Regions from separate parts of the Gossypium arboreum genome. Here region 2 is linked to region 1. The links are chromatin contacts, called in public Hi-C maps. All regions are on one chromosome and are shown on one strand. Each heading gives the region's core, a stretch centred on a gene start, on an enhancer-like site or on the middle of the called end of the contact. The rest is flanking DNA. Distances are from core to core; before and after follow the strand shown.

What was found. Hi-C and Micro-C count contacts between places; a contact is called where the count stands out from the background.
Region 2: a contact with region 1 is called in a Hi-C map of leaf, with 1.8 times the contacts expected there. The contact joins the promoter of LOC108467755 here to the enhancer-like site in region 1. A contact is called at or near these places in 2 of 5 Hi-C or Micro-C datasets (both in leaf).

Annotation. Positions count from the first base shown.
Region 1 is chr8:35,229,299-35,234,744 of ASM2569848v2, forward strand. It overlaps the pseudogene LOC108467482. Among protein-coding and RNA genes, the nearest start is that of LOC108468686, 44 kb to the right of the region's middle. Within about 2 kb of position 3,428, at least 2 of the 2 cell types and tissues checked have an H3K27ac peak or open chromatin away from gene starts, as enhancers often do. A contact at or near this core is called in leaf, where this site is marked.
Region 2 is chr8:35,653,841-35,658,887 of ASM2569848v2, forward strand. It overlaps LOC108467755 (peptide chain release factor APG3, chloroplastic), which reads right to left and starts at 2,864. Exons shown (of 15, transcript XM_053018420.1): 1 at 2,555-2,864; 2 at 2,389-2,445; 3 at 2,101-2,181; 4 at 1,944-2,001; 5 at 1,739-1,857; 6 at 1,339-1,390; 7 at 1,009-1,058; 8 at 610-675; 9 at 193-357. The coding sequence starts at 2,704.

The sequences.
Region 1 (5,446 bases), core at 2,178-4,677:
AAAATTTATTAATTTTTGGATTTTTAATAATTGTCTTTTACAATAATTTTTATAATATTTTGCACTTTTCTATAATTTATTTAATTTTTTTATAATTTTAATGATTTTAAATATTAAATATCAATTTTCTCTGTGCAATCAATTAATCGTTAATTTTAACAATTAAAGAATTTAATTAATTAAAATTTTAACGTTTAAAAGCTAAATTGAAATTTTAACGTAAAAAAAAAGGGGGGAGGGGATAAGCACCCTCTAGCATAAATAAAATTTATTACATTGTATGTGGTATACTATTAATGACAAGTCCAATAAGCCTGTAAGGCCTACAGATAAGGCCAAGCCATACCTCAACTCAGGTTTAGACTTTAGAGGTCCAACAACTCAATGAACTAGTGACATAATCCTTTACGACCAATATATATATATGAACAAACCTTTACGACCAATATATATATATATTTAATTGAAGAAAAAGGAACTTTTTCACACTTAAAGTAATTATTCAGCCTCAAAACTAAAATAAGCAATACCCTTAATATAGGATTACAAAACAACTGGAATTAAATCATGAACAGGTGAGCAAGCAGTAAGAAACTTTACAAGCTATACTTATTTATTTACAAATTACATAATAAATTAGGTGAATTATGGGGAAAGAGTGAAATAGAAAGTCTTCAGAAAGCTTCATCTGGTTTCACAAAGTTGTGATATTCCAGCCGAGTCATTTCCCCACCGTTCACTGGGTCAAACTGGCTTCTGTAGAAGTTGTATTCATAATCATTTTGCACATTTTAGAGCTTTTTTGTTATGGGTAAATGACACCGAAGATCACTAAACTATTATTAAATTTACATTTTAATCACTTAACTTCAAAAAATTAAAAAATGATTGCTAAACTATTCAAAAGTTTTCGGCTAAGTCACTGGGCTATTAAAACTAATGTTGTCTGACCTTTTTTGTTCGCACTACCTACACCAATCAAAAACTCTCTTTAAACAACTTTGAATGCCATAAATCTACAAACTAAAATCCAAACAACTTTCTTCTTCAATTTTCGATACTAACCATTAGAGTGACTCTACTTGTCGATGGCTACTATTCAATCATACCAATCGTCGAATCATCGCTTGAAGCTCGCTAGCTATTTAAAAAATAATAATAATAACTTAACAATCCAATTACTTAAATAAAAACTTTCGAATAGTTTAAAGTCCATTTATAACTTTTTAAAGTTGAGTGATTAAAATGTAAACTAACTAATAATAGTTTAGTGAATTTCTGTTTGGCAAGGGAAACTTATCATCTTGGCGGAAATGGTTAAGAGGTTAATAATTTATTACCAATCTCACAAAGGAATCTTAAAGGCCATTTAAGATTATTATGAGAGCATCCCCAATCCTTCAGAATGGTCTCAAGAATACCCGTGGTATTGTAGTTAACCTTTTTATTATCTCTCCTTCACCAAAAACCAAAAAGGAAAAGAAGTTGCAGCAAACAAGTGAAGAGCTAGTTTGTGAAGGTCATTGAGAAATTTACCAAAGCAAGCTTCAAACGCCTCAAGTCATAAAATACTACCAAAGCTACATAAATGTTAGTTTATGTGAAGGTCATTGAGAAATTTATCAAAGCATGCTTCAAAGATTTGATATCTCTGTCAGTTTAAGTTTCTTTTTCTTACCTTCCATCGATGCCAAGAATGACAACAGTATTCTTTTGGTGACCAAAAGCAACAATGTATTGAGAACCTTCAAGCAGACGGAACTGAGCCACTGACCACTCTGAACTAAAATACTTGGGTAACACTCCTGCAAGCAGAAATGTAGCTTAGATAGATGCTTACAATAGTTGATTCCCGAAAACCAAAAGGATTGCCTCAAATGCGCCATAGATATATATTAGAGACAATCTTGTTAGTTGTCACATTCAGCTTCAAGTGTTAGTTTCTCTGCTGGCTCAAGTACTGGGATAACTCTCCTCAAGGTAGAAAGCCAGATCATATGCTTATCACAACACTCACAAAATCTTAAATGCCAACTTACTAGAAGCTAGGTTTGACACAAGCTGGTTACGCACAATTAGATTACAAATTCCCCAGCAGGATCATACTCATCATCCAACTGAAAGTCGTAATGTTGTTTCCCAGGCCATAGGTGATACGAATCTCAGAGATAAAAAGAAAAACGAGGTAAAGAGCAATTGTCATGATGTTTTTCTTCCATTTGCAGAGAACATAGTTCAGAGATAAAAGAGAGTCATGGCCGTTTGCAGCATCTAATGGCAGGAGGGGACACTTTACCTCTGATAAAAGAAAGAGACGAATGGGGCGGCTCGGATGCACTTTGTGACCTGACGCTGCCCGGAGATCCAGCATTGAACTTAAGGCCAAACACATGGACGGTTCCTTTATCACTTGAAACCGATAACCACTGGACATTAGAAGAGAATGCCAAACTATAAATTTCAGCTCTATCTGCTCCCCCTCCTTACCTATTTACATACAACAAAAACTTCCATATTGTCAGAAAATTTATATCATTTTGTGTTTTCAATGCTACCCAGAAAAAGTGCAAACATCTCATATCCACTGCATACATATAAGAAAGATGGATCCTTAGAGCCATAAAAAATAAAAATATGGTCACTTATTTAACCATATGTATTAGAATTTCCACTAAACCCGTCACAATTTAGACAAAATTTGTATCATTAAAGCAACAAAGAAGCGTAAACAGTATCAAATCACATACCTCTTGCAGCAAGCTACCATCAACAGTATTATAAACACGAACAAGCGTCCCCTTTGTGCTTGCAGTAGCAAGCAATTGCCCATCCTGCGAGAGTGCGAAGCACGCAATTCTTGAATCATGGGCCAAATTGAACTTAGTCCTTTTCCAGGCGTAATGTTCAATCCTAACCTGCCCCTTTTGCAATCCGGGGCAAACCAAGACCAACGACCCGGCCCCTTGAGATACCGCGCATAAACCCTTCGGGTTAGCGATGGTCTCGATCTGGTGAAGCAGCTTCAAATCCGCGAAATTGTAGACGAAAATTTTATGTTCCAAAACGACGACGATTCGGTCCCTCCGAAGCCAAACTGATCTCACTTCAGAAGAAAAGGAAACCTCGCCTATGCATCGGTTCTGGTTGTCGTCCCATATCATGACCTTATTGGGCGGGTATTGGGGGTTGGGTCCGCCGCCGACGAGAGCCAAAATATAGCACCTATAAAGCATCTCGACAACACCAATGCCCCCGCCGCGGTGATCGAAATCTCGGCGAAAGATCTCACGGAACGGATCGCAATTGTAGATCCAGAAGCCATGGTCGGTGCCAGCGGCAAAGCAGCTGTGGTCCTGGTTGAAAGAGAGGTATAGAAGTGAAGGCGGCGGCGTGGCTGGAAGAACCGCCTCGGGCGAGGCGTCAAAATTAGAGTTAGTGGCCGGAGTGGGGTTCGGATTCGGGTCGTGGGAAGGCTTACGTTGCATATGAGGGGGAAGATCGAGGCCGTGATTGGGCTGGTCTGTAGGGGGGAGGAAATTAGGTTTAGGGTTAGCTGCGAGAGTGGGCATGGAATGACCTAAACGTAATTATTAAAGGAATGAAGGGCCGATGATGAAAGGTTTAAGAATCAGAGAACAGGTAAAAGAAAAAGAGAGTTGAGAGATTGAATTGTTTATCGGAACAGCAAATTACGACATTGTCGTGTTGGGCGAAGCAGAAAGCACAGTTGGGTGGGCCGGTCCGGTCGTTAATTTAACTGAACGATGGATTCGTTAATTAAAGGACACGAATCAACTAAAGTAGCAGAGCTCCGCTTTGTCCCTACGCCAATTTTTTTTTTTTTTTTGGTAATAACCCCTGCGCCAATTTCACTAACAAAGATTACGAGAAGAAACATTTGGCTTAACAACGGATTTCAAATTTGACTAATTGACTCTTTTTTTTTTTTTTTTGGCAAGGCAATATTTAAATTCTAAATTTGAATTCTTTTTCAAAAGAAAGGAAATTATATTCCCAATAAAAGTTACAAACAATTAACAAGTACATCTACAAAGGAGAATAGAAATATTATATCTTAATCCTCAAGCATAGACAACTATAGATGAGGACAAGGTAAACCATCTTTTAAGTAAATTAGAATATCATCAATAAATACAATAACAAATCTGTCTAGGTATAGTTGAAATTTTTTATTCATCAGGTTCATAAAAGTGACTAGGGTATTGGTCAACTTAAATGACATCACTAGAAACCTGTGGTGTCCATATCGAGTCTGAAAGGCAGTCTTTGGCATATCTAGCTCTTTAACTCTGAGTTGATAGTAGACTGATCGGAGAACAATCTTTGAAAACACGATACCTCCCTTCAACTGATCAGATAAATCATCTATACAAGGTAACAAATACTTATTCTTTATGGTGACTTTGTTCAGTTGTCTGTAATTAATGCGCAATTTCATAGTTCCATCTTTCTTTTTCACAAACAAAACCAGAGCACACTAAGGCAACACACTTGGTTGAATAAATCCCTGATCTAACAATTCTCGCAACGCCTTTAATTCTTTCGGTGTCATTCTATATGGTGAAATAAATATCGGAGCAGTTCACAATGCTACTTCAATAACAAATTCAATTTCTCTCTCAGACGGTAAACTCGAGAATTTTTCAAGAAACGCATTAGTGAATTCGTTAACTATCAGTAATTGCTCTATCTTGGATCCCGACACTCTGGTATCTAAAATGTAAGCCAAATATGCTTCACAACTTTTTCTAATTAGTTCTTAAGCAAATATTGCTGATATGATATTGGTAGAACAATCAATCTATCAGCATCAACATTAATCAATTCACCATTTTGATATTTCAACATAATTTGTTTCTATCTACAGTTGACTATTGAAATGTGTAGGGTGAACCAATCCATGTCGAGAATAATATCAAACTTTTCAAATGGTAATAACATTAGGTTGGCAGGAAATTTACAGCCCCAAATTATTAATGCCAGTCTTTATATATTCTATTAACAATGACATAATGACCCATCGAGTTTGACACTCTAACATCATAATCAGTCAGCTTTACTAGCATATTTCTTTATGTTACAAATGCAGTGCATATGTATGAATACGTTGATCCAGGATCAATCAAAGTATGTATAGCAACATCGGAAAGAAAAAAGGTACCAGAAATTACATCAGGAGTTGTAGCCTCCCCCTTTAGCTCGTATGGCACAAGCTCTTGCCGGCACACGAGCTTCAAAGCTCGTAGCCATATCCATGGTTTCACCACAGCTAGCTCCAGCATTACTATCTGATCACGGCTTTCTACCCCTTTTTGAAGTTGCTACCTATTTTGTAACTTGTTCTGAACCAGTTTTGATTTTATTCGGACAATCTTTTAGGAAATGATTGAAAAAACCACATTTGAAACAGGATCCTTTTCTCAAC
Region 2 (5,047 bases), core at 1,614-4,113, 420 kb after region 1:
GAGTTTGTGATCAAATATTTAGAATGCAGCAGCTAAAATGCAATCAAATCTTATGCTAAACAAAGGCTTCTAATAAGCCTTCAACAGGCTAAATTGACACTTATTCCTTGACTCAAAACAAAATTGAGATGAGATCTTTCACACGCAAGATGTCTCAAGTCAAATATGATTCAGGTCTGAAATTTAATCTACCTCAGGCATGATGGCTACAGTTGCAGTAGACGTGTGCACACGACCCTGTGTTTCTGTTTGAGGAACACGTTGAACCCGGTGAACACCTGATTCATATTTCAATTTGCTGTAGACACATTTCCCTTTGACCTCTATCACACAGGTTTTGAATCCTCCTTTTTCAGCCTTTAAAAATACCAGAAATTTGACAGCCATTGAGAACAATAGGATGGATTTTTTTGTTGCTCTTCAAGATTTATAAGTGTTATGCTAGTAATACTTGTAAACAATTATAACCAAAACTTTTTCACAGTAAGTACTAAAGTCCATATTAACTAGCAGTTATGATTGGACAGATTTAGTAGCCAATGGTACCCACATATTTTAGTAAGATTTTAGTTAAATATGTACATTTGATATTCTTGCAATAAGACATACCTCAGAGCAGGAAATTAGGGTGGATTTCCAGGAGTTCCTTTCACTGTACTTTTGATACATTCTGACCTGGGTAATGAGACAGAATATTGAAGGTCCTTTAAGATGTAAATTAAAGTGACTATAGCCAGCCCTAGTGAACATATAGCAGAAAATCAATCAAAAACAAGAATCAAAATGTATCATGTAGCCTAGTTCCATGAAACTGGTAGTGTTGAAAACAAGTAGAAACAGAAATTAAATGGTTTCTTGTTGCAACACCAGAAATTTTTTTCTATATGTTTTCTTTCTGCTTCTATGTCAGGCTAACAACTGTTTTTAGACTGATTTAAAATATTTGAAGTACTGATAGGGCATGATTCCAAGCCATAAATCTGAAAGGATAAAGAAACATGTACCTACAAGATCACCGGCCCAAATTCCAGCCTCATCACCACCAGTACCTGCCCTCACTGGAAAGAAGACAAGCATAGTTCATTAAAGTGGCAATAAGAAGGCAATTACATTAGACTCTGCATCTAAAACTATAATCCATATGACATGGAAAGTACAACTTGTATGCAGACAAACGCTTAAATACACAGAACTATCCATTGAAGAGGAATTAATTTTTGACATGAATTATTGCTCAAAATGCAGCACATATTTGAAGGATAGCAAAGCTACAGCCTGAAAGTTTTCAAATCAAGTTACTAAATTATCTTCTCAACAAGATTAAGATGATATAGATACCTTCAAGCATTATATTTCTTGCATCAAGAGGATCACTTGGAAGCAGTAGCACCTGCCCACATAGAAGCAATATAGTAGCTTGAGAGACCAGATAGAGGGAGCAAAACCAAAAATAACATAAGCAGCAATAATAAGATACATTCCACAATAAGGCTCAATATTGGTTAATGCTCATCAATGAAAAGTATTATATAAAATATGCAATCAATATCAATCTCATTCCATATTGTTGGAACTCAATAAAACTTTTCGTAATGCAAAGAAAACTGATTAAAACTTCTAATCATACACTTGACTAAGTAGACGATAGAACACAAGTTATTCAGTGGGAAAGTGGCTCCTAGATATGGAAAACAATTATAGAGATGGTGAGATAAAACTTAAGGCATTGGGAGAAAACCTTAAGCTTCTCCTCAAGCTCTTTAAGTTGACCAGATAGAGAGCTGATTTCAGATGCTATCATCTCAGCCATATCTACATCAGTGCCCTCCTCTTCAGATAAAGCTGAAAAAAGAATTACTGTAAAAATAAGAAAAAAAGGATCCACAAGCTTTTATCTTATAGTAAAACATTTTAAACAAGATGATGATGATTGTCAAAATTACCTTTGGCCTCCTCTAACTGCTTCTCACATTCTTTAAATCTCCTGAATGTTGATACAACCTATCCACCAAGAAAATAGAACATAAATGGAAAGGCCAATTAGCAACGAAAGAGATAAAGCTCAGCAGCCAGCTAAGAAAGCAAAATGAAATCCAGTACCTCATCGAGTTCCGACACAGACTGAGCCAGTTTTTGGTATTCAGTGGGATTCGAGACAACATCTGGATCAGCTAGCCTAACCTACAGTCTCATTGTTTAGAGAAACAGAAACCTTACTAAACAATTGAATTAAGACACTATTTACGGCATAGAGAACAATATTTTCATGCTTAAGGTAGAGAAACCTTGGATAGACAAAAATTTTGACTAACATACAACTGAAAACACTTTTTTTTCACATAATCGAAACTTATTACCTACAAAAGAAAGAAAAAATAAGAACTATACCGATAATTCCTTCCACGTCTTCTCCGCAGATTCCAGTTTCGTTATCAGATACGGCTCCTGCAAGAAAAAAAAAATCCAAAACAATAACCAACAAGAAGTTCATTTTATCGAAATCTCAGCTCTGCTTTTCATCAAATTAAAAAGAAGAAGTTTTTGTTGAACGCACCACCATACAAACGATTCTCGAAGCTCTGGATCTAGGCCAAGGTCTGGCCACTCTCAAACATCTTGACTGAGGCGTAAAACCGCGTCGAACTGAAAAGTCGTTGAAGGTAGTGAATAATCGAGCTGTGGAGCTCATTGCAAAGCAGTTCATTGCTGCGGTTGCTGCTAATGTATCTTTGAGATGAACTATGCTTGAATTAACTATGGATATGGCGGATAAAATGTGAGAGAGCAAGCGAAATTGAAGGGCTGTGACCGAGCGGCTAAGGAATAGACACGGTGGCTTTAGCGGAAACTCAACTTTAATTTATATTAATAGTAACCAACTTTGGTTACATGATAAAATAGTTAAATTTTATTTCACTCATTCAATTTTAGAAAAGTAATAAAATAGTACTTTTAATCATTTTTTATTACAGACGTAACGGCAAAGTAACATGACAAATGACGAATTGATTGGTGTCATTAGTCGTCCAACTGGTTAGTTAGCACCAATTTAAATAGCCTATTTAGCACCAATTTAGGGTTGAAGCAGTAAAAGAAAAAGAAGAAGAAGAGAAAAAATGGAGATGCCGACCGTGATATCAGTGTGCTATTGTGAAAACCCAACCAAATTAAATACGTCTTGGTCCAATGACAACCCAGGTAGGAGGTTTTGGGGTGTAAGAAGTTTGGGAATGGGTTTCAAAAACCATGTTATTTTTTCACCTGGTTTGATCCACCATTGACGCCCCGTTCACAAATTGTGTTGTTGGGTCTTCTGAAAAAAGTGAAGACATTGGAAGATGCATTGAGGGAGGAGAGAAAAACATGGCTTTTAGTGCTTTTATTTGTAATATTATTGCTATTTTTCAAACTCTAAACCAAATTATGTTGTTGTTAGCACCGAAAACCAGCTTATGTGGCCATTGATATAATATTTTGTTATTCATTCATGGTGAGTTGGGTTCCTAAATGTAATGGCCTGTAAAGGGTAGAAGTTTGCTAATTGTTGTTAGAATTAAATGACTCAAATCTTTATTTAAATAAAATACAGTGGTAAAATAAAATAAAAGTAAAATCCATATAGAACTATACTTTTTTTATTTTATTTTAGAATAAGGTTTTTTAAACCTTATTAAACTTCATATATTTTATATTGATTAGAATAAGGTGTTTCAATCTTACTAGAATATGGTTTTACAAGCATATAAATAGACATAATCTATTCCTTTTGTAATCATTCGAATTCGACATAGTGAATTTTTTTCTCCTTTACCCGTGGTTTTTTTCCAAAAAGAGTTTCCACGTAAAATCTGTGTGTTCTTTATTTTATTTTATTTTCTTTTCTTTTTCTCAAATTGGTATCAAAGCTTCCGGGTAGTTCATCTTGATCACTGTAATAATGTCTTTGAAGTATGAAATTCCGCTATTAGATTGCAACACCAGATTTGCGTTGTGGCATATTAAGATACAAGTAGTTTTTGCGCAGATGGATCTAGAGGATGCCCTGCTAAGGATAGATAAAATGTCTTCGACATTAACAGATGAAGAGAAGAAGTGTAAGGATTGAAAGGCGTTAACACAATTACATCTGTATTTGTCTAACAAAATTTTGCAGGATGTGATGAAGGAGAAAACCGCCGCAACATTATGGAAGAGGCTAGAACAAATATGTACGTCGAAAACTCTAACAAGCAAGTTGTATATGAAGCAGCATCTTTATGCTCATCGTTTGGAGGAAGGTGTGGCTGTACACGAACACTTAACAATGTTTAAAGAAATTCACTTAAACTTGGAGGCCATGGAGGTTCAGTATGATAAGGAAGATCTAGGGTTGATTCTACTTTGTTCGTTGCCTCCGTTTTATTCAACCTTTAGAGACACGATTTTATATAGCCACGAGTCTCTCACAGTTGGTGAGGTTTATGATTCTTTGACCTCGTATGATAAGATGAAGCATCTTGTGGTCAAACCCGACTCTCAGGGAGAGGGTCTCATTGTTCGTGGGAGACAAGATCGGAATGCTGATGATGATCATGGAAGGACACAGGAACAAAATTCTCGCAGTAAACCTAAGGGTAGATCGAAGTCTTTAAATAGTGGTAAAATTATAACTTCTGCAAGAAAAAAGGGCACATTAAATCTGAGTGCTATAAGCTACAGAACAAGATTAAAAAGGAGGCTACGAATCAAAAGGGAAAACAACCAACAAATTTTGGTGAAGCTGATGTTGTAGAAGACTACAGCGATGGTGAACCTCTAGTCGCTTTTTTCAATAATTCTAAAGTAAGCTAGGAATGGATACTTGATTCAGGCTGCACCTTCCATGTGAGTCCCAATCGGGATTGGTTTACAACTTACGAAACAGTGTCTGAAGGTGTTGTTTTGATGGGAAATAATGCTTCATATAAAATCATAGGTTTTGGAACAATTAAAGTTAAGATGTTTGATGGAGTTGTTAGAACACTTAGTAACGTACAACATGTTCCAGAATTGAAGAGAAATTTAATTT